2 separate regions of the Mus musculus genome follow, and region 2 is linked to region 1. Evidence: chromatin contacts called from public HiChIP or PLAC-seq data. All regions are on one chromosome and are shown on one strand. Each heading gives the region's core, a stretch centred on a gene start, on an enhancer-like site or on the middle of the called end of the contact. The rest is flanking DNA. Distances are from core to core; before and after follow the strand shown. Region 1 overlaps Tshr (thyroid stimulating hormone receptor). Region 2 has its middle 13 kb from the start of Ston2.

What was found. HiChIP or PLAC-seq counts read pairs in DNA pulled down with a chosen protein or histone mark.
Region 2: an H3K27ac HiChIP or PLAC-seq map of extraembryonic endoderm stem cells shows a contact between it and region 1. The contact joins two enhancer-like sites. A contact is called at or near these places in 12 of 39 promoter capture datasets (the 3T3-L1 cell line, 3T3-L1-derived adipocytes, the C10 cell line and 7 more) and 2 of 115 datasets of contacts at active chromatin or transcription factors (embryonic stem cells and extraembryonic endoderm stem cells).

The regions. Positions count from the first base shown.
Region 1 is chr12:91,474,303-91,479,560 of GRCm38.p6, forward strand. All of the region lies in intron 1 of Tshr (thyroid stimulating hormone receptor), which reads left to right. Among named protein-coding and RNA genes, the nearest start is that of Gm40541, 60 kb to the right of the region's middle. Within about 2 kb of position 2,304, at least 5 of the 459 cell types and tissues checked have an H3K27ac peak or open chromatin away from gene starts, as enhancers often do. A contact at or near this core is called in extraembryonic endoderm stem cells, where this site is marked.
Region 2 is chr12:91,796,793-91,802,050 of GRCm38.p6, forward strand. No RefSeq gene overlaps it. Among named protein-coding and RNA genes, the nearest start is that of Ston2, 13 kb to the left of the region's middle. Within about 2 kb of position 2,124, at least 9 of the 459 cell types and tissues checked have an H3K27ac peak or open chromatin away from gene starts, as enhancers often do. A contact at or near this core is called in extraembryonic endoderm stem cells, where this site is marked.

The DNA of each region.
Region 1 (5,258 bases), core at 1,054-3,553:
GGTCGCCTCCCCAGCCGGGCGGGCACCTGTCCTCCGGTCCGGAAGGTGGCCGGCTGTCCCCGGCCCACAAAGGGTGCTGCCTCAGCGCCTCTGTGCTTCTGCCTGTTCCAGACGCTCTCAGGTTCTCTGGCGCACCCTCTCACCTGTTCAGACTAATTTCCTAAGTTCGGCGGGTCTCGGACCAAGATGGCGACCGCTGCTGCTGTGGCTTAGGCCGCCTCCCCAGCCGGGCGGGCACCTGTCCTCCGGTCCGGACGGTGGCTGGCTGTCCCCGGCCCACAAAGGGTGCTGCCTCAGCGCCTCTGTGCTTCTGCCTGTTCCAGAAGCTGTCAGGTTCTCTGGCGCACCCTCTCACCTGTTCAGACTAATTTCCTAAGTTCGGCGGGTCTCGGACCAAGATGGCGACCGATGCTGCTGTGGCTTAGGCCGCCTCCCCAGCCGGGCGGGCACCTGTCCTCCGGTCCAGACGGTGGCTGGCTGTCCCCGGCCCACAAAGGGTGCTGCCTCAGCGCCTCTGTGCTTCTGCCTGTTCCAGAAGCTGTCAGGTTCTCTGGCGCACCCTCTCACCTGTTCAGACTAATTTCCTAAGTTCGGCGGGTCTCGGACCAAGATGGCGACCGCTGCTGCTGTGGCTTAGGTCGCCTCCCCAGCCGGGCGGGCACCTCAAAATATATTGTTTTAAAAGCCTGAAGTTTATGGGGTGGATCCCTGGATAAGGCAGTCTCTACATGGTCCCTCCTTTCATCTCAGCTCCAAACTTTGTCTCTGTAACTCCTTCCAAGGGTGTTTTGTTCCCACTTCTAAGGAGGGGCATAGTGTCCACACTTCAGTCTTCATTTTTCTTGAGTTTCATGTGTTTAGGAAATTGTATCTTATATCTTGGGTATCCTAGGTTTTGGGCTAATATCCACTTATCAGTGAGTACATATTGTGTGAGTTCCTTTGTGAATGTGTTACCTCACTCAGGATGATGCCCTCCAGGTCCATCCATTTGGCTAGGAATTTCATAAATTCATTCTTTTTAATAGCTGAGTAGTACTCCATTGTGTAGATGTACCACATTTTCTGTATCCATTCCTCTGTTGAGGGGCATCTGGGTTCTTTCCAGCTTCTGGCTATAATAAATAAGGCTGCTATGAACATAGTGGAGCATGTGTCCTTACCCCATAATCAGAATCCAAACGCTGACACCATTGCATACACTAGCAAGATTTTTATCGAAAGGACCCAGATGTAGCTGTCTCTTGTGAGACTATGCCGGGGCCTAGCAAACACAGAAGTGGATGCCCACAGTAATGGATGGATTACAGGGCTCCCAATGGAGGAGCTAGAGAAAGTACCCAAGGAGCTAAAGGGATCTGCAACCCTATAGGTGGATCAACATTATGAACTAACCAGTACCCCGGAGCTCTTGACTCTAGCTGCATATGTATCAAAAGATGGCCTAGTCGGCCATCACTGCAAAGAGAGGCCCATTGGACACACAAACTTTATATGCCCCAGAATAGGGGAACGCCAGGGCCAAAAAGGGGGAGTGGGCGGGTAGGGGAGTGGGGGTGGGTGGGTATGGGGGACTTTTGGTATAGCATTGGAAATGTAAATGAGCTAAATACCTAATAAAAAATGGAAAGAAAAAAAAATAAATAAAGCCAAAAAAAAAAAAAAAGCCTGAAGTTTTTACTTTAGATCTTGACACAGGAAGTGAATTCTCCTTGAATCATGACTAGGAAGTATGTTATTCTTCTTTTCTGTCTTTCCCAGTGAATTATGGGAAAAATGTAAGCATCATCAAAAATCATGAGATGATAAATGTGAATTAAATTCACTTGACCAGTGATTTTTTCCCACTGTGTGAAACCAGATTTTCTAAGTTTAATGCTATCCCTCAGAAAAGGACTTTACAAGATGTAAAAGTGCTCTGAGCTTTTGAAAGCACCAACAGCTGTCTAGGCGGAGATGAACCTAAACCTTCTAAACGCTCTACCCATTTACATTACTTCATCAAAATGACGAGTTCTCTGGTTTCACTTTGATTATTTTGTAACTGAGAGGACTGTAGGAAGAAAGGGTTTTCACTGCTGTGTTTTTTGTGACGATCAAGATTGTCAGTAGGCAATGAGTTTCCGCTGTAGCACACAGGACAAATAAATGAACACTTTGCTGATAGGGTTTTCCTTTTATGACAGTGAGATATTTCCAGGTAATGCACCCGTTTGCTACCTCTTTGTATAAAATTGTAGCATTGCATAACTCATTAGACCTACCTGTGAAAGCTGGAGTGTTTGGAGAAGCAGGAAGTGGACTTGCATGGATCAGTAAAACAATCAGGAAATGTTTCAGGTTTCCTTCTGCAGAATTCACAGTCCCAGGAGTCCCCATGTAAGTCTCCATTTTGCAGACCTGTCTACAGTTTTTCTCCTGGGGTGATGGTGATGGAAAGCTAACCTGTACAGGAATTGACCCATCACCCAGTTTGTGACCCTATGGTTGTGCCTTGGAAGGAACTATGTATATACATCTGAGTTTGTTTGTTTAATTGTTTGTTTGTCTGTCTTTCAGAGAAACTTTGATGACAATATACTATTTCTTTTAGTGGTGTGCCATCCTCTATTCACATTCCCTTTTCTGGATATCTCCCTCCCTTCCTTCCCACCCCCTCCTCCTTTGTTTGGCTTCTCTATCAAGAATGAGCAGTGTTTGTTTTGCTCATGTTTGCAGTAGCAGGGGAAGAATTTAAGAATTGTTTCAAAGGATAGGAGGACTGCAAATTGCAGGCAACTAAACAATACTCAGTTGGCTAATTCGGGGGGAATGCTTTCAAGTGTTAAACACACAGGAAAGATCTACAAGAAACGTCAGGAAAACTATACCCATTATATCTGGAGACTGAATATATTCTAAATACTTTTTAATCTAATGAAAGAAAACTAATAATTATAGTCTTTTCCTTTCTTCCAAGTAGACATTCTAAAAGCAAGCATATAAACACAATCTCTACTCTGCTATCCACAGAACTACAATGAGAACACAAATTCAATGAACTCCACATTTTTTGAATGGTTCAGAAAGCTTAAAGTCCAATGAGTAATCTCATGAATGCAAACTGTCTATGTAAACAATGTTGGATAAGGACATTTTTTGTTATCTATCACATCATAAGAATTTGCCCCAAATGAAGAGATTTTAAAATAAGAACTACTTCATTGCATTTACATATGTACTACGAAAGAGATCAGGATTGTTCTCACAGTATAAACAGAAATCTCTTAGAGCCATTCATGTGACAAGTAGCCTTGGCTGGAGACCCCGAGATGGCTTCATTTACACATATGCAGCCTTGGTGACACTCATCTGAATGTCAGTCTCTGGTGGCACTTGGGAGCTCCTCTGTGGCTTCTCTGCACAGCAGTCTCTAGGTAGTTACACTAACAGAACAGAACCAAACTCCCAGAAGAAATTCCCCACGGATTCTCAGAGATGCAGCAAGGCTTCTTAGCAAAAGTCAAGATCCCAGAACTTCACTTCTACAGCATTCTGTGGCCAGCCAGAAGTAAGGCCGATCCTAATTCACAGAGAGATGGATTTGTGTCCATCTAACACAGAGAGCCCCTCCCAATGGCACTTACCACACTGTCTTACTTCTCTACATAGAGGAGTAAAGAACAAAAACAGAGAGAGACGTCTGATCCATAAGTAAGAGAAAATGCCACTAGATCTCAACAGGCCAATGACTTCATAAGCCACGGCTTCAAGTCAGCTATGTTAAGTCTTGTATACTATAATAAAATAAAGAATGATAGAGAGAGAGAGAGAGAGAGAGAGAGAGAGAGAGAGAGGAAAGTCCAAAGAAGACTCAAGTGAACTAGCTGAGGTTAGTAATATATAAAATAAAAACATGGATAAGATTAAGAGAATTAAACATTACAGGAAAAAAAATGAATCAAAAGATAGAAAGTTAGTAACTGACAGCCATATAAAACTAAATATAAAAAGGGGAAAGTTTGAAAAGCCGAATAACAGGGGCCAACCCAGCGGCAGCTCAAAGCACTTGCTACATGCCTCACTAGGTGAGGTCAGCCCTGGGTTCCACACAAGGAAAGAGAGAAACAACTATGGCAGGTTGTCCTGTGACTTCCATATGCCTGTTGTGATATGCACATGCATGTATATAATTTTAAAAATGTTTTAATGTGTCAGTATACATTCTAGCTCAAAGCAGGATGAGGGGCTCATGAGTTCCATGCTTCAACTAGGGAACTATAGGTCATTGATAGTGTCTGAGGAGGGAGAGTCTACTTTTGTCTGTGGGTTTGACTACTGGTCGGTAAACCTGGCTCTAGTGGAAGGCCCTGCATACATGAGTATGTGGGCGGCACAAGGTGGACTCTCTGGGTTATTTTTTTTTTTTTCTGAAGCACATCAAGTTGGGGATTTATGTGGGATGCTAGAGAGATAAGGATGAATCTAGGAGGAGCTAGAGAACTGGAGGGCAGAAATGATCACAACACATTGGAATTTTCAAAGATCTACTTACTTAAAAATGACCAGATCTTTTTGTTTGGTTAGTTGATTGGTTTTGTTTTGTTTTGCTTTGCTTTGCTTTGCTTTGCTTTGCTTTGCTTTGCTTTGCTTTGCTTTGCTTTGCTTTGCTTTGCTTTGTTTTGTTTTGTTTTGTTTTGTTTTGAAGATGGGGTTTCTCTGGGTAACTGCTCTGGTTGTCCTGGAACTCTGTAAATCACGCTGGCCTCGAACTCAGAGATCTGCCTGCTTCTGCCTTCCTAGTGCTGGGATTAAATGCTGTGCTGGCTCCACATAACTAGAGCTTAAGAAGAGTAGAACAAACCAGAATTTTTTAAAAAAGAAAAGCTTAGAGTAATCACAATTCAAAAATTTCAAAATCTGGAAATTCTAAATTCACAAATTTAAAATTTTTATAAAATATGGAAAGAATAAATATGAAGAAAACTGTAATAGAGTATATTTGACTGATTTGCTATAAGTCAGTATAAAGTAATGTCAATAGTAGCCAGGAGTCACTATATATTCCCATTGTCTATGAAGAGTAAGAACATATACACTGTCAAAACCCACATGAACTAAAATGTAGAGTTTAAAGCATTAAAAGAAATTAAGACTGCCTTTCTAGACTGTTGTGTGCACAGTGAAGATATCTCTCCATATTGAAGCTGAAAAGAGATTCTTTCAAATGAGCAAAAACTGAGCAAAGTCACTGCCAGCAGATTTGTGTTTAAAAAGAA
Region 2 (5,258 bases), core at 874-3,373, 320 kb after region 1:
CCTGAGCATATATCTACTGAGGAGATGTAGAGCTCCCGCATGGCTCTGGGTCTCTGGGAGAAACCTTGAGCTCCCACACAGAAAGAGGGAAGGCTTCCCTCACCACACCCAGCTGCTTCCCCTCACAATCCATCATCAAGCCTGTTTTCTTCCTCGCAAGCTTTTGCCAGCCATTGCCCAGTCTTCCGGAAGGGGAATCAGCTTCCTGCCCCTGATGGGAGAGGACAGTTTCTATTCATGCCATTCACCAGGAGGGATCAGGAAAGGCAGGAGGATGTTGGCCAGGGGCTGTTTGGGAGCTTAGCTGTTGGACCTAGCATGGGTAAGACCCTGGGTTTGATCAGCAACGATGTACACATACAAAAGCAAACAAAAAATTGAGGGCGGGGGGGGGAAGCTACATGAACAAGAGTTTTTCTCAGGGAACATCTGGCATTGGCCTGGAAGGTGTGTTTGTGGGAGGTGGGTTGGGGAGTTGTCTCATTTCACACCCAAGGGGTCTGTCTGCCCAGGAAGTGCTGGCTGGCTGCCAGCTGACTTTAAGGAAGATGAGTCCAGAGTGCTCCCAGAATCCTCCTATGTATTTTGTTATTCTGTTCTGATTCTCCTTCTCCCTCTCTCCTCTCCCTCTCCCTCTCTGTAGGTGTGTGCATGATGTATGCAGGTGTGTGTGCCAAGTGTGGAAACCATAAGTCACTATCACCCGCCCTCTGTTCCTCTCCACCTTACATTTTGAAACAGAGTCTCTCTTTGAATCTGGAGCTCACTAATTCCACCAGATCATCTGACTAGCCAGTGGTCCTTCTGTCTCTGCCCCCACAGTGCTGGATGTCACCATTATGCCACCATGAACTTTTTTTTTTTTTAAGATTTATTTATTTATTATATGTAAGTACATTGTAGCTGTCTTCAGACACTCCAGAAGAGGGAGTCAGATCTCCTTACGGATGGTTGTGAGCCACCATGTGGTTGCTGGGATTTGAACTCTGGACCTTCGGAAGAGCAGTCGGGTGCTCTTACCCACTGAGCCATCTCACCAGCCCCCACCATGAACTTTTAATGACATCCGAGGGTCTAAGATCAGTGTAGCAAACACTTTACTCAATGAAACATCTTGCTAATCCTCTTCTTTCCTGATTGCTAGATATGTTTAAAGAGTATCAACTTGGACAGATTCTTATTTGCCTGTTTAGGCATTGTAACTAGCCCTGATCACTTTCCTCATTTCCCAAGGTCTTTCTCTTTTAGGAGGCTGCATTTAAGAAGTCAAAAGTCCTTGGAAACTATGTAGCAAAGCATTGAGACCTTAGATGATAGAACAAAGAAATGCTGGGGTGGGGGTGGGGTGTGGTGAAGTAAGGGGTGGGAGTGGGGGTGGCATTATTCCTTTAATCCCAGCACTTGGGAGGCAGAGGCAGGTGGATCTCTGTGCATTGGAGGCCAGCCTGGTCTACACACAGATTTCCAGGACAGCCAGACCTATACAGAGAAACCCTTTCTTGAAAAACAGACAGACAGAAGAACAGACAGACAGAACAAAGTAGTAAGGGTGTGATGGATTGTATATACTTGGCCCAGGGAGTGGCACTATTAGGAGGTATGGCCTTGTTGGAGTAGGTGTGTCACTGTGGGTGTGGTCTTTAAGACCCTCATCCTAGCTGCCTGGAAGCCAATATTCTGCCATCAGCCTTCAGGTGAAGATGTAGAACTCTCAGCTCCTCCTGCACCATGCCTGCCTGCATGCTGCCATGGTCCCACCTTGATGATAACGGACTGAACCTCTGAACCTGTAAGCCAGACCCAATTAAATGGTTTTTTTTTTGTTTGTTTGTTTTTTGTTTTATAAGATTTGCCTTGGTTGTGGTATCTGTTCACAGCAGTAAAACCCTAACTAAGACAAAGGGTGTCACAACACACCAGGACCAAGAGACAAAGCACATAGAAATTTGTGACGTGCTGCAATTTCTTTATCAGCAAGAGACTGATTTTCTGACAACAGCCCAGAAGCTCACAGCACCCAGTAAGGATCAGTGATCTTCGAGGAAAGGGGAGCAGTGTGATTACGTCCCCAGAGGGAAGTGGGTAGCTGCTAGTGAATGGTAGTCCTCATGTCAGAAGATGGAGCCAGAGCACTGTGGAGAGGCTCTCTAGGGAGACTCTTAGCAGATGTCCCTCTCTCCCTGGGCCCATCTCTGAATTAGCTACAACTGGAGGCAAGTCCTGGGAGTTTCCCACACCAAATGCTTAATCCTCCTTACTCTCCCTGCTTCACATGGTTGTGGAAGGAACAACTTGGTAGATGCCAAAGGAGGAAGCCGCCAGTGGAGACCCACGGGAGAGCGTGCAAGCCCAGGAGGACTTTGTTTCTTATGACACTGCATCCAGGACCTGGGTAGACCAGATGGCTCCTTGGTGTCAGGTGACATGTGTTCCCTGCAACTTCAGTATTATGTATGATAATACAATGAGGGAGTGCTGATGATGCCAAGAGGCCCCAAGGATGCTTCTAGAAGGTACAGTTATATTCTTGTGAGGAACATCTGACCTCAGACTTCATTTCAGAAAAGTAGCCTGGAAAAACAAAACAAAACAAAACAAACAAACAAAATACTGGAAAACTTGTCTTTTTTATGATAAAAATTAATTTATTTTTTTTACACTCCATATTCCATTACCTGTGCCCTCCACACCCCAACTTGTCTTTTTAAAAACAAAGCAAAGCAAAACAAAACAAGACAACAACAACAACAACAAAACCACGCACAACTTTTTTTCCGGTGTGACACTCTGGTGCCCTCTAGGGGATATTTTGGAAACTACACCCATGTTTTTTAGAGGATTACATTTGCTTATAAAGTAATTGATTTCATTGCGATATTTTCATATATGTGTCTCATTATAACGTCATTCTCCTTCATTCCCTTCCTCACTGCCCCTGATCTCATGCTCCTTGCCCCCCCCATCCCCACCCCGAGTCGTTCCATTCTTCTGCCCAGATAGCCTCATGACTTTGTCTTCTTTACCTCAAGAGGAACTGATAGATAGGTCCAGATTAAAAAACAATGTGAGATTCCTAGTTGAAAACAGGCGCACACAAGAGCTTAGACTCTGAACTGATGCATTCAATCATTTGACGTAGATGGGAACATGGTGTTATCATCTACAGCGTTCACATTTGAGGATCGTGCAATTGAGTAACAAAATAATCTCATGATGTAACCAGCGAGTTTACGATTTTGTGCTAGGTTGCAATCATTTTGCTGCCTTTGGGTGCACGTGGCAAGCGGGTGTAGGTTGGACTTGCCTGGTCGACAAGTGAATGGTAGATAGTTCAGCCCGACTTGCTGTTTAGCTTAGATGGAAGCAGTACTGGGAGAGTGAGAGGAGTCTGTCTGCATTGTGGTCTCTGTTCTCTGTGTACCCATTCTGTCTACATAACCACACCCCACAGGACGAAGATGGCTGTGTAACCGCTGGAGCTACAGAATCCTAAAAAGGAACTAGACATTTTTAGTGATCAGCTAGTGTTTAATGGTACTTTACCAACTCGATAAGACTTTTGAGAAAAAGGGGCTCAACTATATATATTCCAGGCAAGTTTTTCATCTTTATGATAGCCAGGCTTTCTGAGTGAAGAAAGATATGCATGGAAGGGCCCATGTCCCATGGAAGTTAGTAGACACAGGGCAAAGGTGGCAGCTCCTGGTGGCACTCACAGGCCCCCTGGCTACACTGCCTTTCTCCTCCTTTCTGGTCCAGTCTTGGGTGCAGTAAACACCCAGGTAGCATTGGATGGGATTGGCACAGCAGAGCTAAAGAGGGCAGAGGTTGTTTTGGTTTCTTTTCATTGATGCTCTAAGTACTCCATGTTTCCTCTTCTTAGTTTGGAAAGGGCTTTGTTACTCCAGTGGGTCGAGCTCAATGTTAAACGTTCTGTTCCTATTTCTTGGACACCGCCTGTGTGGGGGAGAGATTCCTGAGCAGGCCTCCCTCCAGGTGATGTGGGCCACTTGTCCCTCTCCTAAGCTGGTTTCTTGGAAGGATATGTTCATCCTTCTTGGGATTTGAGAGAGTTCAGGGAAGTCTCATACACAGTGGCTAAGCCATGGGGCACCACTCAAACTGTTAAATGTCCATTTGCACGTCTGCACTTTCTCTGGATGTCAACGCCCCCTTTTTTCATGTTCTTCCAACTAGAAACTCCATCTGCTGATTCAAAAAAATGAAACAAATTAATTTGCATGTTGGGCATCCTGCTGAGCTCTGGACCCCTGCGGGTGAACAAGACAGACTGGTGCCTGTTTTGGGATTTACAAGCCAGGAGAGTACAGCAGGCAAAGACTGTAATCAATGATAAGAAGAACTATCTAAGAAACACACAAGGGTGCATATCAGATGGGCTTGACTTAATGTGGACCCAGTGGAGTCTAAGCGGAGACTGGAGCACAAGCCTGGCTAGAGGGCAGAGAGGCCTCAGGGAGCCTCAGGAAACGAGAAGCCAGAAGAACTGAGGCAGGCACAGCTGGCACTGAGTGTCCACACACACATAGGCACTCGCTGGCTCCACTAATCTTCAATAGCCCAGCTGTGTCATAATGGAGCGGGTGATCTAAAATCTATAGGCAAACTGGGCAGATGACAGTTACATCAGAAACCCCTGAAAAATTGGTACTACAGAAACAGCTTGGGCGTGAGAAGTTGCTGAAGGCCACCGATGAAGTCCTCCAGCATGGGCTGTTGTTTAATTCCTGGCATTGTCCTTGCATTCCCACCTTGTAGAGAAGCAATCTAGACACCAGACATTGCCCATTTCCATGCTAATTTGTGAAATGCAACCCTAAAGCAGCCTGCAGCTCTACTTGAGCTCTCTGGATGTTTGCTTTGAGTCTTTATTCTTTCTCCACCCTTAGAGAGACCCTGGCCGGCTCCCAGAGGTTTGGGGCAGGCTAGCCCAGGAGCCAAGCTTGTGAGTGCAGGATGGACCTTTGGTTATTCTGGCTTCAGGTAGAGATGCTAGGCCTAGGGTAAAAGGTTCAGGTCCTGGTCACAAGGCTCCTATAGCCATTTCACCCTGCCCTAGACATGGTGGAGCAGAGATGTGTGGCCCTCACAACACTCCAGATGCCTGTCATGCTTATAGTCACAGCATGATACCAGGATACTTGTAAACACATTTTTTTTTTTTTCCGAGACAGGGTTTCTCTGTGTAACCCTGGCTGTCCTGAAACTCACTCTGTAGACCAGGCTGGCCTCGAACT